2 separate regions of the Sus scrofa genome follow, and region 2 is linked to region 1. A link is a contact called in public HiChIP or PLAC-seq data. All regions are on one chromosome and are shown on one strand. Each heading gives the region's core, a stretch centred on a gene start, on an enhancer-like site or on the middle of the called end of the contact. The rest is flanking DNA. Distances are from core to core; before and after follow the strand shown. Region 1 has its middle 25 kb from the start of MANSC1. Region 2 holds the start of LRP6 (low-density lipoprotein receptor-related protein 6).

Region 1 (5,339 bases), core at 2,130-4,629:
GTAGACTTTAAGTTCTCCGCATAGGGAGTTGTGTGTTTTGTTTTCTTTTCTTTTGCCTGTGTGCATGGCATGTGAAAGTTCCTGGGCCAAGGACTGAACCCTCACCACAGCAGTAACAATATGGAATCCTTAACCACTAGGCCACCAGCAAACTCATCTTGTCTTCTTAATAATAGACTTCCTAACTGGTGTGAGGTGATAGCTCATTGCTATTTTGATTTGCATTTCTCTAATAATTAGTAATATTGAGCATCTTTTCATGTGCCTGTTTGCCATCTGTATATCTTCCTTGGAAAAATGCCTGTGCAGGTCCTCTGTCCATTTTAAAAATTGGATTGCTTATTTTTTTGATTTTGAGTATATGAGTTCTTCGATTATTTTGGATATTGACCCCTTTTCAGACACATCATTTGAAAATATTATTTTCCCATTCAGTAGGCTGCCTTTTCACTCTGTTGATGGTTTCCCTTACTGTGCAAAAGCTCTTTAGTTTGATGTATTCCTGTTTTGTTTTGTTTTGTTTTTTTTGCCATTTCTAGGGCTGCTCCCGCGGCATATGGAGGTTCCCAGGCTAAGGGTCTAATTGGAGCTGTAGCTGCCGGCCTACACCAGAGCCACAGCAACTCGGGGTCCGAGCTGCATCTGTGACCTACACCACAGCTCACGGCAGCACCGGATCATTAACCCACTGAGCAAGGGCAGGGATCCAACCCGCAACCTCAGGGTTCCTAGTCAGATTCGTTAACCACTGCGCCAGGATGGGAACTCCCCTGTTTGTTTATTGTTGCTTTTGTTGCCCTTGCCCAAGGAGACAGATCCAAAAAGATATTGCTAAGACTGATGTCAAAGAATTTATCACCTGTGTTTTCTTCTAGGAGTTTTATGGTTTCAGGACTTAAAGTCTTTAATCTATTTTGAGTTGATTTTTGTGTACGGTGTAAGATGAAGGCCCAATTTCATTCCTTTCCATGTGGATATCCAGTTTCTCCAACACTATTTATTGAAGAGACAGTCCTTTTCCCATGGTATATTCTTGGCACCTTTATTAAGAAATTAATTAACTATATTCATTTAAATTCTTCAAAAGTATGTTCACTAACTGTATGATATTCTACCTTATAAATTGTACTATGAATTATTCAACTAGTCATACTTTGAGACTGAAGTTGATTCTATTGATAAATACACTTCAGTGAATATACCGTGCATTAATTTTTTCTTAATTTTTTGTCTTTTTTTGGGGGGGCACACCTGAGGCATATGGAAGTTCCCAGGCTAGGGGTCGAATCAGAGCTGTAGCTGCCGGCTTACATCACAGCTAAAGCAACGCCAAATCTGAGCTGATTCTGCAACTACACCACAGCTCACTGCAATACCAGACCCTTAACCCACTGAGCAGGCCAGGGATTGCACCCTCGTCCTCATGGATACTCGTCGGGTTCGTTACTGCTGAGCCACAATGGGAGCTCAATGTACATTGGTTTTTAAGTGCAATTCTGTCCTTAGAATGGAATGCTGGGTGTAGAATCATTAGATGGGACAAAGGGTAAGATTATCTAAAGAGGTGGTTAATGGATTTTTTTCATGTCAGGACCCCTTTACACCCTTAACTACTATCAAAGACCTACAGAGATTTTGTTGATATTGGTTTGTTTATGTTTGTTTGTATTGACTCCATATTGGCTACCAATATTTATTATATCAGAAATTAAAAATAAGAAAATTTTGGGAGTTCCCGATGTGGCTCAGCAATAACGAACCTGACTAGTATCCATGAGCATGTGGGTTTGATCCCTGGCCCTGCTCAGTGGGTTAATGATCCAGAGTTGCCCTAAGCTGTGGTGTAGGTTGAGGACAAGGCTCCCTCTGGCATTGCTGTGGCTCTGGTGCAGCCCAGCAGCTACAGCTCTGATTTGACCCGTAACCTGGGAACTTCCATATGCCACAGGTTTGCCCCAAAAAAGACCAAAAAAAAAAAAAGTATGACTTCATCTAAAAATAACAATATGAAACCTATTCTTTTCGAACAAATGTGTGAAGCCGTGAGAGGTACAAGTCAAGTATGCAACTTTCCTGCAGGGACCAAAGAAATTCTCAAATTTCTAGTGATCCTGTTCATAAAGACAGAAAACTGAGGCCCGAGACGTGGACTGAGGCGGCCTTAATGGAGGCAGAGCTGGGAAAGGTAGTGAGTCTGAGCAGGAGTCAGCCTGTCTCCCCACAGGACACGCAGAAAATGTTCAAGACTCCAGCCCACTGGGTGAAACTTCAAAGACCGAAGCCACAATCTTCCTGCTCAAACTTCTAAAATGCCTTATAAAATACCTCCTTTATGGAGTTTTAAATACCTGCTTTATAGGGTTCTTTTACAAACATGAAGCCACTCATTCTCAAAACCAAACGATAAGACAGACTAGACAGATAGGAATTCACCGCCTGTTCACGAGGAAACCGAAGCCCTGGGAGGTTCTGTGACTTGTCTCAGGCCCCTGGGGTGTTTGGGGGGAGGAAGACAGTCACCACCCACCCAGCTGTCCTGACTGCCTGTCCTGTGGGGTGGGGCGCCTGTGGATTCTGCAGAGTGAAAATTATCAGTTCATCGTCTTATCTTCTAAGTCTGCTTCTTCTAAATGTCTAAAGGTATGAAAAGTCCAGGGAGCTCCCATTGTGGCTCAGGGGAAATGGACCCGACTAGTACCCGTGGGGATGCGTGTCTGATCCCTGGCCCCATTAGTGGGTTATGCCAATGAGCTGCGGTGTAGGCTGCAGATCCCACATTGCTGTGGCTGTGGTGTAGGCCGGCAGTTACAACTCTGATTCCACCCGTAGCCTGAGAACTTACATATGCCACAGCTGTGGCCCTAAAAAAGAAAAAAAAAAAAAAGGATAAAAAGTCCAACTTATTCCCTAGGCTACCAGGCAGGTGCCTGGTTTTGCTCTGGGGGTGGCCAGACCCCTCTCTCCTTTTATTTTTCCCCTGAGAGATGGAATGTACAAACAGACCATGGCCAAACCATACATACAATGATAGAACTCTGACCCTCGACTTCTGCCATGACCAAATCAGGACGCCAAAGCCCTGGGCTGGCTTCCAACTCAGGAATGCCTTTCCAACCAGGACCAACCCAGAAGGCCAAATATGGCCCCTGAACCCATCACATAGGATGCCTGCTTGCCTGCTTCTTGGTAGCCTGCCTCTGCCTTCCCCAGGCCAACAACCTCTGATCAGGGCACACCCACAGCCTCCCCCCACCACCTTTTTTTTTTTTCTTTTTTTTTCCCACTAGCAGCTTCCCCACTCTCCTCTCTGCCCTGAGTCTCTGCCAAATGCAAGTGATCCTGGCTGGCTCCCTCACTCCCCGCCAGCTCCGCATAAATAGCCTCTGTGCTCATTTGGCTCGTCTGGGTTTATTTCCACACCACGGAATGAATAATGAAGGATGTTATAAAGCCCAGCTATGAAAAAAAGCATCAGTTATTAAACACTGGTGAAGGGCTTTACAGTCGTTTTAGTATGCCTTGTAAACCCCTTGTGAAGTCCTGCTCTCCCCATTTCAGAGCTGAGAAAATTGAGAAGGAACAAGGAGATGAAGTGATTTGCCCGGAGCTGGGAGCAGAACATAAACCCCCCTGTGTTTGAGGTCTCTTGTTTATCCACCGAGCGCGAGGCCCAGCCTGCGCTTTTGGAACCATTACCATTTTAAAGCATTTTCCTCTGGGTTGAGTGAATATTAAGAAGTAGATCACATTTCAGCCTGGCAGGCGCGAAAGTATTGTTTTTAGTTTGTTTTTCTAAGTTTTAGTAGACGCCATCTGGGCTCCATTAACTTTGCTATGTAGCACAATTTGGAAGATAGTTTCTTTTCCAAAATATTTTTCACCGTCATTTAGCATTTTCGAGCTCAGCACACACATCAGCCCTTGATACTTGTTTTTCTCCAAGCTGTGCCCTTTTCTTCTCCTCGGCCAGGGGTAGAGTGAGAGGTCATAACTTCAGCCAGGACTATGTGGTGTCACTGCAGCTGGGTGGGGTGAGAGGAGGGCTAGTGTTACCTGCCCGCACTGGACACAGTCCTCCTAAGGCAAGGGCTTTCCTTTTTTTAAAAAAAAAAAAAGAACAAAACAAAACAGAAACACCTTTGAGTCCCCACCACCCCACACCCCTGCCGAAGTCTGATTGATTGCTGATGATTTTAAAACTTTAAAAAATTTTTTTCTTGCTTTTTAGGCAGCACCTGCTGCCTGTGGAGGTTCCCAGGCTAGGGGTTGAGTTAGAGCTACAGTTGCCAGCCTACGCCACAGCCACAGCAAAGCAGCATCTGCGATCTACACCACAGCTCATGTTAATGCCGGATCCTTAATCCACTGAGTGAGGCCAGGGATCGAACCTGCAACCTCATGGTTCCTAGTCGGATTCGTTTCTGCTGCGCCACAATGGGAACTCCAAGATTTGCTGACACTTTTGACTGAAGGGGATAGGAAGAAAAGCCAAGATGTGCAGAACCTGACTTGGGTATGAGAAGGCCTGCCGAGGCGGGCTGGCCCAGGAGGATTCTCTGTAGCTTTGGTTGGCTGTAAAAATGCAGCTGCCCCATTCCTCTCCAGGCTGTGTGGCAGCAGCATGTGGCCTGTGGGCTACTGTACCTGTCCTGCCCAGTGAGGAACAGTTGTGATTGAGTAGGGGACACTGATCCATTTCGCACCATGTACAGTTCCATTAAATATTAAATAACAGCATCATTTGCCGACAGATGGTTTATCTGCTCTGCCCTGGCATCCTCTCATTCACTTACACTTATATAACTTCATATGCTAGCTCCAAATTCTATTTCTTCTGCATTATTCTTTCAGATTTCTTCAGTTTGGTTTTTTTTTTTAAGAGTATGATGTATAAACATGCATAAAAGTATGCATGATGTATAAACATACCTGATCACACACATGTGTTGTCATAGCTGGTAAGGGTTTCCTTTTCCTCTGATGCTGGGAGTGAGTTTTCAATGATTGTGAGAATAGGCCGCCCATTCTGTGGGTCTCCCCATTTCCCACAGGAGCCAGGGCTCCAAAGGCGAGAGGAGGGGATGCAGGGCTCAGGGCCTGCACACTGCAGGTGGCTTTGGGGAGAGGGGAGAGGAAGCACTGGGGTGGGGGCGGGGGGGGGGGAGAGAACGGGCCCCCCCACTCCTAGCTTTTGTAATTCCTGCCTGGCTGCATTTGGGCTTCCTTTCATCCCATGACAGAGAGGCCCCAAACCTTAGAGCTTGAGAGTCTAGAAGATGCTCAAACAAACAGACATTTAGCGATAACCTAGTCAATGCACAGGCCAGCAGTAGCTGTCC
Region 2 (5,339 bases), core at 916-3,415, 42 kb before region 1:
TACCATTAATATGCTACATTTAAAATGAGAGCTTCACTTTTCAAAACTTTGTTTCCTAGTGGAAATGAGACAATTTAAACTATTAACTCTTTTAGGTCTTCATATATAGTATCACATTTCAAAATATAACTCATTATTTCTCTTAACTCCAATAATGACCAAAACCAACTCTGGGCTCAAACTTGGTGTTAAACATTTACATCAAATCCTTCTATTCCAAGAAATACAACTGAGCAACCAGAAGCATGCCAGGTAATGATTTTCAATTTCCCCAAGACTTTAACCCATCAGCTGATTCTATTTATTAACCTTTAAATATACACATATTCTTATGTCAAATATAATCCCCTTTCAACAAGGAGTAAACTGTAATAAACATATACTTATTAAACCTCTTAAGTACTTAAAACTGCATTAAATTCTCAGCCAAGAAAATGAAATAAGCACTATCTTTCTGGAGTTTAAACGTGGAAATAGTTTGGAATGTGCTTACAGTTGAGTCCCAATTATTAAGTATAAGTAGATACAACATGCAGACATTATAATCCTGAGACACGAATAAAGGAAAAAAATTTCTCCTCTCAAAATTGTCAATCACGCTTATCCAAAATAAATAAATATGCACACAAATAGCTTATCTGGCTCATTTATAGCACAACACGGTTAGTTACTATCGTGCTCTGGAAACTTCCGTTAAGTTTGAACACTTAACAAACGTTTAGCCTGTTAAATTAATAGCTAAAAATCTCCTTACACTCAAGAGGTCCCATATCTGAAAAGAACTGACAGTGAACACAAGCGAAAATCTTAACGAAACCAAAGCTACATACAAATCATTGCATCAATTGGCACTTAAATTGCTCGGCTGGTAAATGCCCCACAGCATCAGAGTCATCACTGCCTCAACACTGGCTAAGTTTGAGAATAGCTGCTGAAATCTTGCGGGCCAGTCAAAAACCTCAGCGAACTAAAATCACAAAATAAAAGTCACAGCCTATGTGACAGCTTTGCGGGCCAATTAAAAACAAACAAACAAGCCAAGGAACCACAGAATTTACTCGATTCTCGAGCAAATTCTCCCGGGGAGCGCAGCAGATGGTAGCTTAGGTCCCGGGACAGGCTCCTCTCCACCAAGGATGACTTTCCTGCTTGGTGCCAACTGTACACTTGCAAGCTCCGAAAATAGGGGCAAGTTCTGAATACCAGGGGTTACAAGGGCAACGTTTCTATTTTATCACGGGCTGAAGCCCAGACGACTCCCAAGGCTGAAACGCTCGACCTATAACCTCGGAGTCGCTTTCCAACTGTGCTCTCACCCACGATCATTATATCCCCAAAGGAAGCCAATTATTAGTTGTAACAAGGCCTGGAAAAATAGTAAGAGGGCTCTAAAAGTTCACAAGACAGACACGGAAAAGGTGGGGGCAGGAGAAGCCCGACGTTGAAGCATCTCAGGCTCAAACATTCCAAGGGCCAAAATCCATACAAAGCCCCTAGTCCCCAGTGACTCCACGCAGAAACAGACACACCGACCCTCAGTCGCACGGAAAGAATGGGGGGTCCAGGGGGTTACCCGCACAGGCTGCTAATGGTAAACTTAGAATCATCCGTTCCGACCAGGTCGGGCAGGCGAGGCGGGGGCTGCATCGTGGCCGGGCGGAGCGCGCAGCCCCTTCTCCCGGGCCCCTCTCTCCCTCCTTCCCCAAGACCAGGCCTCTCCCCGCTCCTCTTCCCCTTCTTCGCCTCCCTCCCTCCCCTCCCCCAGACACACAGAATGAGGCCCCCTCCCCCCAAAACCCCACCAACTTTCCCCGTCCCCGTGCTTCCCACCTCTCAGGAGCACGCAGAAACTGCAGGCCAGGAGGCTCCTCAGGACGGCCCCCATCTTCCCTTCTCGCATTCGCTTCTCTCACCGGCGAGGGGCGGCCCGAAGAGGGGGAGGCGAGGAGCCGGGGCGGCCGCGGCAGCGGCAGGTCTGCACGCTCATGCTTCCCAGCTTTCCGGAGAGAGAGAAGAAAGAAAGGGGCACGTCAAGGCTCCGCGCGCGCCGCCGCCGCCCTCTCTACCGCGCCGCTCCGCCCGGGGCTCGCGCGACGCCAGCGTCTGCTTCCATCCCGCCGCCTCCTCCCCCGGCGCCCCGCTTCCCCCGCGCAGTTCCTCATTCAGCCTCTTCCTCTCACGCCGCGGCGCAGGGATACCGGCTCCCGCCGCCGCCACGGGTCGCCGCCGAGGTCTCCCTGCGCGCGGGCGAGCCCCCTCCCTCGGCACCGCCTCCCGGGCGGTTTAGAAAAGGAGAGAGGGCCGCGCGCACGGCCTCGGCTGGCAGACCCCGGGAAATGCGAGGGGCGAGCAAAAGCGGGCAGGAGGGGAAAGGCCGCCCGGCGGCGCATTCCGATGGGATTCTTTCCCGGGCCGGCCCCTTCGGCCCTCCCCGCGGAGGGCGTGAAGCGACGTCGAACAACATCGGTGCCGGCGTGGTCGGGACTACTTTCTGCGGCTCGGCCGGGCCGCCGCCTGCTCTGCTCTTTGTGCGGCAGCCGCGGGCTGAGCCAGGTGGGGTTCTCGGGCCACGCCGGCCGCCACCTGGGCCAGGGCGGCGAGGGCGTTGAGGGCGGCGGGGGCAGATTGGCTGGAGCCGCGGAGCTGCAAGTCCACGCTCTGGGATATCGATACGGGGTGATGAGCTCAGTCTCCAGGATTGGGAATTGGTTTACGCATCTCTTTTTTTTTTAAGCATATCTCTTTTTAAAGAAAATAAAAACTAATGCTGTATCCACCAGCTTTCAACGTGGATATGGTGAAGGGTGCTCAAACGCCAACACAAAACGGAGATTTATTTTTTCCTCCTGGCTTCCCAGAACTGCAGACTGCCCCCACAATTAAGTCCGACAAGGACTAAAGATTTCTAAACTGGCAGATAAAATTCCAAGATACCTAAGAGAGAGTAAAGGGACAATGGGTCAGGACTGAATTCTGGATTTTACAAATTGCGTTTAATGATGGTTGTTTGGCATGTTTTGATGATCAGTTCTCAGCTGGAGAAGGAAAAGATTCCTCAGCATCTCAGAGTGATTTTGCTCAGCCTCTGCTGGCTGCTCTCCGGGCACTGGGCGTTCAGGGATAGGTGCTCAGACGTCCCTGGAGTCACGTGGCAGCTTCAGTCCAGGAGGGCACACCATCAGGAGTTAACCATAAAGGAACTATCAGGTGCATCCTGCCCAGCCGTCACACGCCCTCACCTGGGGGCAGATGGTGCAGAGGCGGGGATGCCCCTACGTTGGTACTAGCGTCTCAGTGACGCGGTTCACCAAGTGCTGCGCACACATGATTTGACACTCAACTACCCTGGGGTAAGGCAGGTTGTGTTACTTAGTATCCTTATTGCACAGAGGAGGAAAATGAGAATCTGAGGGGTTCAATGACTTTCCCAAGGCCAGTCAGGTGGCGACTAGCCCGTCCAAACCCAAGCCAGGTCTTCCGACTGCAGACCCTGCTCTGTCGGAGAAATGCGCACTGATCCAAAGCCAGGGGTGTCTGTGAGCAGATAGAAGGGCAAAAAAGAGCCAAATCATTTTCTCCTAAATTCACCTGAGAACGTCTAGCCGCCACTAATTTAAATTACCTTCCTCCAAGAACCATGTCAGGACTTGGCAAGTTTTGTATTCTGTCCTCCTCAAAACAGATAATCGAGAACCAGGTTTTCAGCAATTGCCTAGAGAATGTCACCTCGAAGCTATGAGTCTGTGGCGACACCATGATGTAGTTGGGAAGGCATGAGCTTTGGAAAGAGATGGTTAGGATTCAAATCCTACCAGTTACTAGATGTGTAACTTTGGGCATGAAATTTAGGTATACTGCACCTCGTTTTTCTCATTTGTAAAAATGGGAATAATACCTCGATCAGGCTTATAGTAGGAATTAAATTTTAAAGAATTTTAAAGAATTTTAAAGAAAAAATATTTCTCAGTATATAATAGGTGCTGAATAAATGATCATTTCCTTTCTCAACTCCTGCAAAGCGAATGGTATCATAGTAACTTGGAATCCTTCAGAAATTATGGAATACAAGGAGGAAAAGTACATATTCAAGATGTTTATTCCAGGATAATTTCTAAGTAGAAGTAGATAACTACAAAGCCAATGAAAATTAACCTGCAGGGAGTTCCATTGTGGTACAGCAGCTCAGGTCACTGCTGTGGGCACAGGTTGGATCTCTAGCCTGGGAGCTTCTGTATGCCACAGGCGTGGCCAGAAAGGAAAAATTAACCTCCAGAACACCTCATTTTCTTACTTTCTTTCTTACTTTCTTTTTGTTGTTTGTTTGGCCTCAACCATGGCTGTGGAAGCCCCGAGCCAGGGATCCAACCCATGCCACAGTAGTGACCTGAGCCATTGCAATGACAACACCAGATCCTTAACCCACGGAGCCACCAGGAAACTTCAGGACATCCCCACACTTTTTTTTTTTTTTTTTTTGGTCTTTTTAGGGCTGCTCCTGCGGCATACAGAAGTTCCCAGGTTAGGGGTCCAATCAGAGCCATAGCTACTGGCTTATACCGCAGCCACAGCAACATGGGATACGAGCCTTGTCTGTAACCTACACTGTAGCTCACAGCAACGCCAGATCCTTTAACCCACTGTGTGAGGCCAAAACGTAACCCACGTTCTCAGAGATACTAGCCTGGTTCCTTACGGCTGAGTCACAGCAGGAACTCCAGAACCCCTCCCCCCACTTTTAAAGGCCCTTTCCAAAGCCTGGAGAGGGACTCTAACAATGTGTTCATATGGTCCTATTTGCAAAAGTTAGACAATTTTGAATTATTTTTCTGAAAACATCACTCAAAATTGTATAAATTTCAAGTCCCTCAAAACCTGGATCTGTTACTATTTATAGCAGAAAGCTGGGTATAAGCTAAGGCTCTTTTAGGCTGTCAACCTAAGTAGGGAAATGAGATACAATGCAATGCTTGAAAATGATAATTTGGAGGACTATGCAAAAATGTTGGAAAATACCTGCAGTTTGTGAGCCTTAAAAACATATAAAAGTGCATGTACACTTTAATTACAGCCATATAAAATATAAATATATAGATATATATAAACATAAACATATAGTGTGTGTGTGTGTATTCGCATATTTGAGAAAAGACCAAAAGTAAATGCACTGAAATAGGTATTAGGCTGGTGAAATTATGTGAGAGTTGTTTCACTTTCCTGTTCTTAAATTTTCTTTAATGTATTTTTTTTTGAAATTTCTTTAAAGGTATTTAGGAGTTTGGGATTAACATATAAACATTACTAAAATAGTGGGACCTACTATACAGCACAGGGAACTATAC

Evidence for each region. HiChIP or PLAC-seq counts read pairs in DNA pulled down with a chosen protein or histone mark.
Region 2: an H3K27ac HiChIP or PLAC-seq map of skeletal muscle shows a contact between it and region 1. The contact joins the promoter of LRP6 here to the enhancer-like site in region 1. A contact is called at or near these places in 1 of 5 promoter capture datasets (liver), 8 of 47 Hi-C or Micro-C datasets (brain, embryonic fibroblasts, fetal heart ventricle and 4 more) and 1 of 2 datasets of contacts at active chromatin or transcription factors (skeletal muscle).

What each region holds. Positions count from the first base shown.
Region 1 is chr5:60,105,146-60,110,484 of Sscrofa11.1, reverse strand. No RefSeq gene overlaps it. Among named protein-coding and RNA genes, the nearest start is that of MANSC1, 25 kb to the right of the region's middle. Within about 2 kb of position 3,379, at least 36 of the 83 cell types and tissues checked have an H3K27ac peak or open chromatin away from gene starts, as enhancers often do. A contact at or near this core is called in brain, fetal skeletal muscle, skeletal muscle and 1 more, where this site is marked.
Region 2 is chr5:60,145,867-60,151,205 of Sscrofa11.1, reverse strand. It overlaps LRP6 (low-density lipoprotein receptor-related protein 6), which reads right to left and starts at 2,165. Exons shown (of 24, transcript XM_021092344.1): 1 at 1,831-2,165. The coding sequence starts at 1,900.